Linked DNA regions of Sus scrofa: region 2 is linked to region 1. A link is a contact called in public HiChIP or PLAC-seq data. All regions are on one chromosome and are shown on one strand. The core of a region is the stretch at or near the end of the contact, and the rest is flanking DNA. Distances in the headings are between cores, read along the strand shown. Region 1 holds the start of LOC106507922 (a long non-coding RNA gene). Region 2 has its middle 16 kb from the start of KLF6.

Region 1 (7,262 bases), core at 1,394-3,893:
ACCTTAAAACATTCATATCTGTACCAGACTCTCATATTAGGGGATATTCCCATCAGATGGATTCTGAGGTGCTGACACCCTTCTCTGTGGGCACATCTGCCACCTAAGATTTATCCGAATGAGGAAGTGGCTTTGACTCTGTGAGTCGAGGGAACTGCTGAGGCTTCGTATGGGTACCCGAGGCAGTAGATATCAAGCTTGAAATGTGAATAAATACTGCGCGACTGGGGAAAAAAGAAAATAAAAGGAAGAGGATGGAGCTGCAGAAGATGACAGCCTCCACCAAGAAAGTGGTCCAGGCTAGGGGCTCGCGGGTCAGCCGTGGGCTCAGAATGAGGTACAGGAGTTACTGCTGGGATGACTGTTATTATTCTACGTCCTGATCATCTCACTGGCCTCCACAGATTTTATAACTTTGTGGATGATGCTTTAAGTGGGGAGAAGACAGAAATACCAAAACCACAGGTCTGCGTCATGGCAGCGGCTGTGGGAGCCACTCAGGTGGGGGCCCAGCATGGGCCCCCGCATTTGTCAGAGGCAGCTGTGTGGAGCTCAAAAAAAAAAAATCGTAAAACTAAAGCCAATATATATTTGTGAAGGAGAAGAACTTGGATTCCAGGATGAGCTTTTCTAATTATTTTTTTCTCCCAAGTGGATGGACTTTTCCACTTGTTCATTCACCCCAGATCCGTGGCTCTGCCTTCCCGGAGGACAGTCCGTGAGTTAGAAAAAAGCGAGCTGCCTAAGTATTGCTATTTTAATAAGATTATGGCTGGGAGAATATTAAAGCCAAGCTAATGACAAAAAAAATTTTTGATACAGCATTTGCAACTTACATTTTTTTAGTTCGCAGAGTTCCCGTTGTGGCTCAGTGGTTAATGAGTCCAACTAGGAACCATGAGGTTTCAGGTTTGATCCCTGGCCTCGCTCAGTGGGTTAAGGACCCAGCGTTGCCATGAGCTGTGGTGTAGCCCATAGATATGGCTTGGATCTGGCACTGCTGTGGCTATGGTATAGGCCGGTGGCCACACCTCCGATTAGACCCCTAGCCTGGGGACCTCCATATGCCACGGGTTCGGCCCTAGAAAAGACAAAAACCAAAAACCACTTTTTTTAGTTTGCAACATCTTGTCTTCTAGTCCTGAGTTGGGCAAGCAAGCGTTTTGAGTAATGTGCATTTGTTACCCTGTGTTCCAGATATGAGTTTATGTTCTAACATCTGTGTCTGTGTAAAGGCCCAGTTCATAGATAAACTGCAAAGCAAGGTCTACAGAACTGTTTCGTCTCTTGCATTCAAGGGCCCTTCCTAGTACCTCATTCACAAACATGGTCCCCAAACAGTGCCACGTGAAATAATTAGACAAGAGCAGTTTGGGTCTAGTTAAAACACATTCTGTAAAGGATTTTTGAAAAAATCTTTATCTGTGTCGCATTCCCTAAACTTGACGCATGCTTTATGCTGTGTATATTATTTAAGTAGGAAAACAAGAAGCAGAACGGAACTGCGTCCTCACATCAAGCTTCTGGTCTTTAATGAAAACAAACGAAAGACAAAGGAGGGAGCACACTGACCAGCCCCAAATAACTGCTGGCTGATATTTGGGGGATGCGCCTTCTCAGTCTTTCTAAACATGTTTGGTGTCATGACTACAATACCGCACTTCCCACGTCCTTACATTTTCGTGAAACGTTGCCATGTTGTTGTCGAGAGGAGTCACAGGGAATCATTCATTTTTAGAGTGTTGACAGCTGAGATCATTTCCTTTATTTATTTATTTTTGGCTGCACCTGTGGCGAGGGACCTTCCCTGGCCAGGGGTTGAATCCGAGGCCCAGCTGCAGCCTGCAGCACAGCTGTGGCAACGCCAGATCCTTAACCTGCTGTGCCACAGCAGGAACCCCCAGTTCCTTTATTTTTATTACTATGATAAATACAGCATGATAAAGATTTTGACATGCATCTATTTTTTCCACATGTGTTGAGATGACCATCTTAGAAAGACTCCCCAAAGTAAGAATACTGAACCAAAAGCCTTGGAGATTTAAGACTCTTGCCCACTTGCTTCCTGAAGTTAGCAAGGCTTGTATTTATTTATGCTCACGCAGGCAACGCTCTCTGAGTTCTCTTTTTCTTTCTTTCTTTTTTTTTTTTTTTTTTTTGTCTTTTTAGGGCTGTGCCGGCTGCATTTGGAAGTTCCCAGACCAGGGGTCGCATCCAAAGTGTAGACGCTGGCCTACACCACAGCCACAGCCATGCTGGATCCTTCACCCACGTGGCATTGTTTGGGGACCATGTTTGTGAATGAGGTACTGGGAAGGGCCCTTGAATGCAAGAGACGGAACAGTTCTGTAGACCTTGCTTTGCGAGGCCAGGGATCAAACCTTCCGTCTCATGGATGTTAGTCGGGTTCGTTATCACTGAGCCTCGGCGGGAACTCCCCGAGTCCTCATTTTCTAACTGTAAAGAGTAAAGGTTCAGAAAGAGAGATCATTACTTTTTAATGTGAGTCTTTAGAGCAACCATGATGGTTCATTTTATGTGCCAACTTGGCTGGGCCACAGGGTGCCCAGATTTGGTCAGATATGACTGCGGGGGTTTCCGTGAGGGTGTTTCCGGATGACTTTATGACGTAACCAGGGCACCAAGCCGAGCACTTTGCCCTGCATGGGTAGGGGGGCCTCCCCAGTCAGTCACAGGCCCACACAGAGCAAAAGGCTGAGCTTCTGCTGGGGGAGGGCATCCTTCTGCCTGACGGCCTCTGACTGGGGACGCTGGCTTTTTCCTGCCTTCGGACGTGACGTGCACGACAGCTCTTCTTGGGTCTGGAAACTGACAGCTTTGGACAAGGACCCCATCAGCTGTCCTGGTCCCCAGCTTGAGGACACAGCATGCAGACCGTGGGACTTGCCAGCCTCCATAATCACAGGAGCTGATTCCTTATAATCAATCTGTCCAGCTACCTACCTACCAACTATACACGTGTTTATCTACCACCTCTCTATCTCCCTGCTTACACACACACACACACACACACACACACACACACCCATCTTTCAGTTCTGTTTCTCGGGAGAACCCTGACCAAGACAACCATTCTGAAAAATTTCTGCCTGTTTCCTGATTAGTTGTATTTCCTTACATGTGAATGAACTGGTTACATTCTGCGGCTATGTTTGTATTAGGGCCTTCTTATCAATGGCTATGAACTAAATTCTACACATTTTTATAAATTTGTAAATAACCTTTTAATTGTCCTCAACAACCTACCTCCCTAAAATCCCAAGAAATGCTATCGAAAATACTAAATTTTAGGAAAACAAAGAAATTCGGATTCGGGGGGGAAAAAAAAGAATGAATACCTGGAGTATATACAACATGATTCCCCTTCCTCTGGGTCAAAAAGGAAACTTTGCAAAGGGAAAGAAAGAGGAAAGGCGGGCTTGTGGTTAGTCCACTGTGAATTAGAGACTTTCCGTCTCCATTCACGGCCAGATCCCAGCGACAGGATGCAATCCATTAGACTTCCACCATCCCAGAGCAATTGGGTAGATATTTCGTTGGGGTTTGTTTGTATTAGAGAGGCTTTAACCATAAAAATCCTACCTCTGAAGGCCATTGTCAAGAGGAGCAGATGTATGAATACCGGAGTCCCAGACAGCTAGAAGTGATCGTTAACTAAGGTAAATGGATGAAAAAGAACAGCTATTTCCTTTTTGAAATCGTGTGAAGAGGCTCAGCTGGCAGCCTTGGCGGAGAGGCTGGCTCCCAGGAGGGTGGCCTGCCCGAGCTCCTGTCCAGGCAGATCCCCCGCCCACCGAGCGGCCACCTCTTCCTCCCAAGGCCAAGGTCTGAGAGATGAGACGGTATCGTGCCGCAATCGTTTTTCTTCGGTCCCCACTGCTCCCTGCCTGGCACCTGGCTGTCCATCACTGGCCCGTCCATGGACCAGCGGGCAGGCAGCTTCAGCCAGCTGTGGGTCTTTTCTAAACCTTGGGGCTGAGGGAGAAAAACAACCACCAGTCCAGCAAGAACAGTTTCTAACCTCTGCTGTGGTTCTTGGGGATTGAGTTCACTGCTTCAGGTTTTCCAGGCCGAATTTCCTTGAAACACTAAACAGACCTCTGCTTCCATGGACCTCAGCTCCAGGCTCCCGGCTACTGCTGCCCGCTGGCTGCCCCCAGGGTCTCTCGCTGGCCTTTAACTAGATTAGGAAAGGCCATCTCCCAACTCCTTGTCCACGACATAAACAGCCCGGATCCATCCATAACCACCATCCAAACTAAACACCTCGGAGTTCCCATGGTGGCTCAGCAGTAATGAACCTGACTTGTAACTATGAGGATGCAGGTTTGATCCCTGGCCTTGCTCAGTGGGTTAAGGATCCGACGCTGCCATGAGCTGTGGTGTAGGTCACAGAGGTGACTCAGATCTGGTGTTGCTGTGGCTGTGGTGTAGGCCAGCAGCTGCAGCTCCCATTTGATTCCTAGCCTGGGGACTTCCGTACACTGTAGGTGCGGCCCTAAAAAGACATAAACAAAAGAAATAAACAAAAAAAACTAAACTAAACATCTCCACATGCAAATCTGCCTGATGTTCACTTAAACGAAAATAAAGACTGGAATGAGGAAAAAGCCAAAAGTAAATAGAATTCTAGCTGTAACACCCCCCTGGCCAGTTGTGGTGTCACCTGGCCCATGACGAGCCACAGTCAGTGTCTCTTTCATTGTTTTCCCTTGAGACTAGAATTCAAACTATTATTATTTCTGCTCACTTAATGGTTTAAGTTTAATCAATTGTTGTAAATATTTTAGCAGATGAAAAAGAGGGGTTTTTTTCCTTAATAGGAGTTCTTTCAAAATATAGGATGGTAATTAAAGAAATCCACTGGTGTTTAGAGTCTTATAATCCCCCTATTAAAATGAGCTAGTGTGGACAAAAAATGTGCATCATAAATGGTGATTATGGTCAGGGGAGAAGATTATCTATTTTAAGATAAATATAAATAATTCATATGCTTCCCATAATAGCATATGCTATTTTGGATGTTGGCTATAAATTCATAAAACAAAGATACTGCTAATATACCCAAAGACAATCATTAAAATACTTCTCATTTCCATTTTCCACCACAAAAAAAAAAAAAAAAAAACCTGCTGGTAATTATTTAGAGCAAGGGCTTTTTCTTTTTTTTTTTTCTGAAATTACTCTACCAAAACCACTTCCTTTAAAGATGCATGGTGAAGGGCAGGCTACTGCTCATTGCAAAACACATCTGTGCAAAATTGCTAAAGAATCTGTCCTAACGTTTCAGCGCTTTTGAAAAGCGCGTATCTTGTACTGAGACGGTCGCTGGAAAATGCTTCCAAATTTGCAGCAGAAAACTTTGTACAAAGATTACGTTAAGTAGAACGTTGGTTTAGGTAGAAACAATGACAATTAAACCCTGATAGAAAGCGTTTACAGGGATGCAATTTTACTTATATGGCCTCGAATAGCTTCTTATTACTTATCTGCACAACGTCTCCTTCCAGAAAAAACGATTTGGAGTTGGCTTAACAAACACACAGATAAAACAGAAGCCAAGACCATTGACAGGAGACTGAAAACTTTGGGCCAAGAAGCTGATTTACAGAACCTAGACCCTCCAGGAGTCATTCTGAAGCATAGACCCTCTCTGGGCCACTCCTGCCTGAGGACCTCAGGTTAGATAGTAGAAGCAGCCGGGGCCGTGACCACAGCCTCAGGAACTCCAGACATTTCCCACGGAGTTTAAACATCCATCAGCAGGAGCCTAAGAACAACGGAAAGACCAAAGGAGAAGAAAATGCCCAGACAAAAAGTTGGCAAAACCAAGACATTGACGGTCAGGTGCCGCCTGCGGTCCTGGGACCAGTTCGCGATTTGTCTCAGGAAGCTCACAGTTGGTCGAAGGAGAGAAGGTGTCACGTCGTGGCAAGAAGGGCCTCGGGGGGACAGAGGTCCCTCCACTGGAACGTCGTCATGGCCAAGGAGGGCTGCTTGACCTGTTCGTAGAGAATGAGGAGCTTCTTTATCCACCAGCCAACCAGTCCTTCTGGGCAACGCAGCTCTTCTGCTCAAAATATCCCGTCCCATCCATTTGGAATAAAACCCAAAGTCTGCACAGTGACTCAGGAACATGCTCCGCCCTCTGCTCGTAGCTGTCTTCCTCTGGACAGCCACGTGCCTCCCCCTCCGTTTCCTCAGCAAAAACCTCCCTGGACACCGTCCTGGACACCCATCCTCCATCACCGCCTGCCATCCTTTCCAGGATTTGTTGTTGTTGTTGTTGCTGCCCCCAAGACATGCGGACGTACCGGGGCCGAGGTCACACCCGCACCACAGCTGCAGCTCCAGCCACAGCAGTGACAACGCCAGGCCCTTAACCTCCTGTGCCACCAGGGAACTCCCCTTTCTAGTCTTTCTTTTCCTTCGAAGCCCTCATCAATGCCTTGGTGTTGATTCATTGGGTATTTGCTCGCTTGTTCTGCGATTTCCTTGCACTAGAATACAATCAACTGAAGAGCCGGACGTGTCTCCTACATGGTTCTACACCTTCCACCCAGAATAATGTCAGAACCATGATCAGCGCTGCATAAATATGGGTTAATTAATTGAATGAGTGAAATGCAGCTGCAGGAATGAATGAATGAGCTAAGGCAACTAGAACCAGTTAGGAATTTAGAGAGTCAGAAGGTCAGCTCCTGTGAAAAGGAAGGGTCTCTCATACTGGGGAGCTAGAAGGAGAGACGAAGAAGGGTGGAATATTTGGTAGCATCCCCAGAAATGGTACTCAACTAGGTATGGAAAATAAATGGAAGTAAGGCATTAAGGCTAGCTTGCAAGTTTGGAGATTGAAGAACCAGAGCAGGGTGGGTCTGATGACCGGGGAAGAGAGGACGGAGAAGCTCCTATTCTGTTCATGTATTTGCTCATGTCTTTGCTTGAGAGTGTCTCCAAACTACACCGTGCACTGTTAGCCCAGCAGAGATTTCAAGTACGCAGGGGGTTCATGAGTCCGGAGCTCATAAGACAGGTCTTAACTAGAAAGGCAAACAACAATTCATTTGCATAATGATGTTTTTCAGAGCCATAGATTTCAATGAGGATACCTGGGAGGAAAAAACTCTTAGAAAAGAAAAGGGACCAAGAATCTATTTCCTGGAGTTCCCGTCATTGCTCAGCGGAAACCAATCTGACTAGTATCCAGGAGAGAAGTTCGATCCCTGGCCTCACTCGGTGGG
Region 2 (7,262 bases), core at 1,927-4,426, 130 kb after region 1:
TCTGCATGCCATGGGCAAGGCCAAAAAAATTTTAGGTCAATAAATAAACAAAATTAATTAATGCCCACAAGTATATTTATCGTAAAGCCCAGCAATATCCGTGTTTAAGGAATCTGAGGTCACACACACTACGAGTAGAGTCCCAACCATGACAGAATTTCAGAGAGGGGTGGCTTTCTCACATTACAACCCAGCCCCACACGAATTCTGTTCAGCCCTCCCAAAGCACCGTATTATCCCGGAGGAGAATTATTGCAGGAATGAGAAGGGTTACTATGGTGATGGGGGGGGGCTGTGTCAATAAAACAAACCCAAGCCACCGATGTAGAGGAGGATGGCATTTGAAATGTCCTGATAACCATCTGCACGATGCCAGGTGACCAGCACAGGGAAGGGGCCCGTTTGCCAGCACAACCAGGAGCCAGCAGGTCATGTGTACTTTGGGATCCCAGGGGATCTGCAATTGCCACTCACTCAAAAACGCCCAGTACATATTTGCCGATGAGTCTGTGTGATAGATTTTTTCTTTTGACTCCAGGTGGGAAGAATGGCTGCATCCGTGCGGGACTCTCCTAATCACCGGTGTCATGAATACAGGACCCCTACTTTCGAAAGTATATGCTACATACCAGCTAAGAAGGTCCCAATTATTTGCCTTTGGGACTTGAATTTCAGAAATGATGATTTCTCCGTCTAGAAGAAGAACTCAAGTATTACACCTGTGACTACTGTATATTGGAAAGTCGCTTTGGGAGGGGGTCTTGGAAGTTCTCATCACACGAAAACAAAATCTGTCATGGTGGATGCTGACGGATGATAACCGGACTTAGTTGTGGCTCTCACGTTGCAGTATACACACGGATCAGCTCATTACACTGCACCTCTGAAGCCAGTACAGAGCGGAATGTTATAGGTCCATTGTATCTCAGTTTTTTTTTTAACTTTAAGAAAATAAATTGGGGGGAAACTCCAATTCTCAGGACATTTTTTTTCCACTTCTGCCTCTTTGTAGAATCGAAGAATACAAGGAAAATCTCTTTTTTTAAGCAGAGGTTTTTGTTCAGTAAGTTGTACATTTTACCAGGACAGATTCCACGAGCCACGGAGCACGCCCCCATCTGGCCTATTCCAAGCGGGAGACGCGGTTCAAGGAGAACCCGGGTGGGGGCCTGAGGAAGGTGCCTTGTCTTCAGCGGGGATGCCCTCCGGGCAGCCACTGTCCACACAGCTGGGAAAAGTGTCGGCAGAGAGGAGTTAAGGGAAGAACCCTCCGGGGAGACGCGTTTGGGTGGCAGAGAAGCTGCAGGCTGGATGGCCTAGGGCACCTCTCCCGACCCACCCACGGTGGAGGAGGAGGGCTGGACGCGGACACCGGTTGGAGGTTAAAGTCCTCAAAATATCTCGGAACCTCCTGAGGCTCTCAGCACTGCGGCCCCAGAGGCATCTCCAGGGGGGCAAGGGGCTGATCTTCAAAGGGAAAGGTTGCTGGGCTGAGTTAGGAGGACGCTCCTACCTAAACAAAGGTCCCCTCTCTCCTCCACACGGTGTCTCCAGATAGGTGATTTTTAACATTTTGACAAAACTGATGGCAAAGAGATAAGAGCAGGGTGCTGAAATCTGCTGCTAAAGTCCCATAACCGACCTCTGCCTGCAAGGAGCCCGCAGCACCTCCCCAGGACAACAGCCCAGCTCGCTGTGCCTCCCGCGGCCTTCCCACCGCAGCCCCACCCTGAGGTTGGCCGCCTGGAGGCTGAGCCTAAGCACAGGAGCCCTGCAGAGAGATGGGTTTTATGTCTTTAAAAGGTTAATAATAATAATAATAATAATAATAACTCTCACGCGTAGCCGTTCTTTAAGAGTTTACCCAGAGTGGAGTGTGCCTCTACGGCTCTGGACACCAGGAGTTTCTTACTAAGAGTTTCAGTGCCCAGTCAAGAGGGCACTTATCGAGCTTCTCCCCTGGGCTGCTGTTCCGCAGTGGCATGCTCTTTGGAAATCGATGCGTCCGTCCAGGTGATTATTAAATATGGGGGACCCCTGCAAGGTCCTTCCAAATACCAAGAGAGGAACCCCTTCTGGACTCTGACCTGATGCTGACCTGGCTGTCACGGGGATCAGCGGGCGAGAGTCTAGATGATGAAATCAACGGAGGGCCTGCCAGGAAGTGCCCTCTCTCAGAACTCCTTTGCCATGCCCACCCCGATGCCCAGGCAGGCAGCTTGAGGTCTGACAGAAACCGAAAGACACTTAGTAATAAGGACGGGCGAATCCATATCGAAACAAGCCATTTTCCTTACATTGCTTGACACATTTGTGTTTACACTGAAAAAGCAAAAACCCCGTTCCATTAGTGGGAATTTAATTTTACTCTTTGAGCAAGTAAGTTATGTAACTAGCTAAAAGGAATGCAAAAGCAATTTGCAAACATGAAATTGCTTTAAGGAGTAAATGTACGATGATGCTATTAAGATTATCATCAAAATTCAATTAAATGTTCACTAGTTTTTAGTTATGAGAAAGAGAACATACACAGAAGTGAAACGCTAGCCAACCATTTAATAATAATTAATGGAAGCAACGTTTCCTGATTCTGCCCTGAAAGTTAGTGAAGCATTTCAAATACATTTTATAAAAACAAATTTAAAAACTACCTGGAGTTTCACTCCGCACGCCTTGGGAATTTGAACACTTTCACAGATGAAAGTTTAAGAATTTTTCTGTTTTGTGCAAAAAGTTTTCCTTTTATTTTTTTTTTCTGCTTCCTGTTGAAATGGTTACTTTCACCCATATATGGCTCCAAAGCGCACAAGCCATTGCAGAGTGCCTGTTGAAATTACTCACTCTTGGCCTAGAGCTAATTTTGGATTTCATTCCTCACAACATCTTCCGGGAAAGCGGTGAGCGAAAATAGGGTCACAGCGCACACGTAACTGCCGGCGGCATTCTTGAACGGAACCGTGCATGTTTTTGTATTTTGTTTACTTGGCCTTCGGAACATCTGTTTATAAAAAGTTGCCCCTGACTACTGGGAAACACGCTTTTCAGCGTGTGTGTGTGTGTGTGTGTGTGTGTGTGTGTGTGTGTGTGTGCGCGCCCGTTGGAGGACTTTGAACGCACTTGCTGATTGCAAAGCAAGGCAATAGCTTTGTGGTGACATCAGCTTCCACTCCCTTGTACCGGGAACTCACTGTCCTCAGAACTGAAAGTCGGGAGTGGGTGCCGAAGGTTGTTCGCCTGTGAGTGTGTTTCCTGCCGGGCCGGCTGACCACGCCTGGGAAGCTCACAGCCTGCAGCGTGCAACAAAGCTGCTGGTTCTTACAGGCCCGGCGTGAAGACTAGTTCCTCGGGTATCCCCGGAGCACGGCCACGGCCACGTAGAATCACCCCGGCAGCCAGCCTGCCCCAGCCTCCCCGGCTGCCAGCTCGTCTGGCCCTCAGAACAAGCCCAAAGGAGCCCCTCAAAACGCTCTGCCCCTTGTGACACGAAGGGAAGTTTTACCATGTGCTGCCGAGTGTGTGTTCCACACCCGCAGCCAAAGCTCTCCCTGCCAGCCCCTCCACGACGGGACAGGCACATCTGCTAATGTGCTTAGGGACACACAGAGCCATGCACTTCCTTCAGTGCGTCTGGGAGGGGCTCTACCCGGGGTTCCAAGAACCATTTCATTCCGAGCATAGAGGAGTGGATGGGACACACACACACACACACTCACACGCGAATGTTCTTCCTGACCCCCGTCTTCCCCCAGTAATTCGTGTCACTACATGAATCTCATTTCCTCAATGTCACATAGAAAAACAAATTAAAATGTTGTAAGACGTCTCTTTTTGCCCAAAAAGATTGAAAATCAGTTCTGAAGGGGAAACCGTGTTTTTAAGCTCTAGTGTGTTTGTTCTGTTTTTTTCTTCTGAAGGTGACTGTCACTGGGTCAACTTGGACCCAGACCGTGGACAAGCCCCGGCCGTGACGGGGGCTGCCCTTTCGGAGCCAGGAAGCACCAAGTAGATGATGACGAGGAAGACCGGGCCCCCAAGTAGCATCAGTGTGGACAACCACCGCAACAGACACAGAGGCTCGTTGTTTGCCAAGATGCCCAGTTCTGGCTTGTCTGTCTGGCGGGGCCCGGGGGGGCTCAGGGTCCAGAGGCGAGCAACGTGACTGCATACCGTTCAGAACCCCAAATCTGAAACACTAGCAATAGCCCCTGGATGGGGCTACTCTTATTTCTTGTTTCCGCTGTTTGTTTTTCCTTTGGGGGTGATTTTTTTAGGGCTGCACCCTGGCATATGGACGTTCCAGGCTAGGGATCAAATCGGAGCTGAAGCTGCTGGCCTACGCCACAGCCATAGCAATAACCAGACCCTTAGCCCACTGAGCAAGGCCAGGGGTCGAACCCACATCCTCATGGACACTTGTTGTGTTCCTGACCTGCTGAGCCATGACGGGAACTCCTGGTGCTACTCTTAACAGATGGGCAGAACCACCCCTCTGAGGAGCTCTCCTGGGAGACAGAATGAGCCGTTTTCCCAGGGGTGTCAGGAGCTGGCGGGAGGCACCCTCGGTCTGCAGACCGGGAGAATCTATGAAATGAGTCTGAGCATCCCCAGGCCACAGATGAGGGAACCGAGACCACAGCAAGGCTGGCTCGTGGTCTCACATTGGGAAGCTCTTTTGACCAAACCATGGGTCCCCGGGTGCGCTGGGAGGGAGGGAAACCTCAGACACCCTTCACTGAAGACGGCCGTACAGGCGCCACAGCCACAGACGTGACAGTCATCAACCCGCAGCTCATGAGCCTCAGGGCGCTGCAGACACGCAGAGGAGAAGTGCTGTGGGACCAGGGATGGGGGGCACGAAGCCATCGGGGGAGGAAGGATGCTCCTGGGAAGGGAAGTCTGAGCAAAGCCAGGGTCATGGGAGATAAGACAGCAGAGAAGATGCGGATCCACCGCTCTTTACGGCTTTCTAGGCCTGGAAGTCGAGGGGTGAGCAGCAGCGCTAACCTAACCGCAGGGGCTGGGGCATTGGAAAGCTTGCAGCTTAGACTCCCAGCTAAGCGGTTCAGCCTGGAGGGATTTTGAGACTGTAGGATAGGAAATGAGAGTGCCATGTAGACCCCTGTCCCTCCACGGTCCCTTGACGCTGCCCAGAGGGAACAGGCCGGGAGAGGGCCTGGAGGCAGCAGGCACGGCCAGAAACCACTGGATGAGCTGACTGTTGCTTTAATTTGAGCCAAAGAAGGACACAACTGCCCCAGTTCTAGGCCAGCCCACAGCTCTCAGTGAGATTAGGCAATTCAGGTGTAGACTGGATTTCTTCGGTTCTGCATGGGAGCCAGAGATCCAAATTATTCCTAAAAGCAAGGATGGACCCATGGTTCCTAAACAGACGGAAACCTCAGATGAGCCCACTGCAGCCTCCCCAGACTGTGCCCGGTGCCAGAGCCATTCTCCAGTGTCCACACCCCCCACCAGGCTTCAGGAGCAACGAGGAGTCACACGTATTTTCCGCCGTCGTGAGGCAGCAGCATTTTAAACAGCGTTCACAAAGCACAGAAGGAGCCAGGAGTGTCGCACTATCAGCTCCATCAGCTGCCGGTCACCCCGAGTCTGACTCAGCTGTGCGCACCTCTCCCAGGAGGCCACCTTGGGCTCCGGGTGGCCGGACAGCGGGGTCTCGCCCAGTTACTCATTCTTTACAGCCCAGAGCAAACACTTCCTTAACGCGGACAGGCAGCAGGGTAGACGCGGGGCTAGAATTCTCCTGAATGCAAATAAGATGTGGATCATCACAACGTAAGGATGCTTTTGGAGGGAAGCCCGGGGTGGATTTTTAGCCTGCCCTTGCCAAGCCACGCGGCCAGAAGGGAGTTCTCAGGGGGATTCTGAAAGGGAAATGGGGAGCACCCAGGTGCTCCACAGAGGCAGCGGGATGGTTTAACTGGGGCACAATCGCTGCTGGTGTTTGTCTGAGGTTCTCTCTGCGCCAGGATGTCCTCCTCCCCCGGTAAGATGCTGGAATGGACACCCAGTGAGTCTCCCGGGTGGCTTCCAGCAGGGAAACCTGGACGGTCCTTGAAGTGTGCTTCTGAGACTCTGCCCAAATCATGTCGCCCTCTGACACAGCAGGGGCGGCCTTTCTGAAGTGGGGACCAGAGGCCCAAGGACCCTCCTCCCACCCCCACCCGTGTCCTCAGAGCGCCAGATGATCTGACCCAGGGCCTGTCTGGAATCCTTCAGCTGCTGCGTTGCGGTGATTTGCACAAACGGCAGCTATAGCTGTCCTGACGCCACGGGGGGAGGGAGCACACGGATGAGTCCTCTGCAGTTCGCCCCTCGAGATCTCTGGGGGACCACATTCAGGGAGCGTCAGACACTGATCAGGCAGAAAAGCCAACCCAGCTTCACGGTTCTAGGAAAACAACCAGAGAGCGTCCCCTGGAAATAGGTCGGAGAGGGAGCCGTTCAACCCTCGTGTTTTGCAGCCGTGGAAATGAAAGTCCGAGATCAAATGGGCACTCTGTAGCCAAGCCAGGCCAAAGGGCAGGTCTTCGGATGACCAGCCGTGACCTTCTCTCTGCCGGAGCATGCCTCTCGATCTTTGGGAAACCAGTGTGCATTGGTGTCCGAGCTTTGCTGACAGGAGTGACTTACGACATCTCTGGGCAGGCCTGAAGCTCCGTGTGCAGTGCCCAGCAAGCACTGTCCCTTCCATTCCGGCGGCTGCAGTTATAGCATAAATAATACACAAGGCAACAGCAGCTGCCCAAACTGCTCATCGAAAGTTCTTTCTTGGTATTAGAATGATGACTGCATTTCCCCCAAGAACTTGTTTCTGGCAACACGTACAAATAAAGCCACACACACAGTGACAAACCCTGCTGGTTAGAGTTTAGCTGATGACATTCTTGTTATTGAAACAGGAAGTGACTCAGCCACGACTGATCATGTACTTTATTCCGTTGTGTTAGCTCATTTGAAAAAAATAATAATAACTTATCGCAAGGCAACGGCATTTGTTTTCTAAATAATACATTTTATTATTTGGAGAAAAATGTAACACAGAGGTGAACGCTTTGAGATTTTAATGAATGTTTTCTAAGAAATTCAGGGAGACTTTCTCAGTTGGTATATCATCATTAAAATATTGCAAAATAAGTTTCCCAAGTATTACATAGAATCAAGTGAGTACTTTATTATCTGGAAGCTTACATTTGGTTAGGGGCACCTTTTAAGATATTGAATGGTAGTGAGTTTTTAGA

The links. HiChIP or PLAC-seq counts read pairs in DNA pulled down with a chosen protein or histone mark.
Region 2: a contact with region 1 is called in an H3K27ac HiChIP or PLAC-seq map of alveolar macrophages. The contact joins two enhancer-like sites. A contact is called at or near these places in 1 of 47 Hi-C or Micro-C datasets (blood) and 1 of 2 datasets of contacts at active chromatin or transcription factors (alveolar macrophages).

The regions. Positions count from the first base shown.
Region 1 is chr10:66,339,383-66,346,644 of Sscrofa11.1, forward strand. LOC106507922 (a long non-coding RNA gene) reads right to left here and starts at 6,175. Exons shown (of 3, transcript XR_002336441.1): 1 at 5,920-6,175. Within about 2 kb of position 2,644, at least 2 of the 83 cell types and tissues checked have an H3K27ac peak or open chromatin away from gene starts, as enhancers often do. A contact at or near this core is called in alveolar macrophages, where this site is marked.
Region 2 is chr10:66,469,070-66,476,331 of Sscrofa11.1, forward strand. No RefSeq gene overlaps it. Among named protein-coding and RNA genes, the nearest start is that of KLF6, 16 kb to the right of the region's middle. Within about 2 kb of position 3,177, at least 53 of the 83 cell types and tissues checked have an H3K27ac peak or open chromatin away from gene starts, as enhancers often do. A contact at or near this core is called in alveolar macrophages, where this site is marked.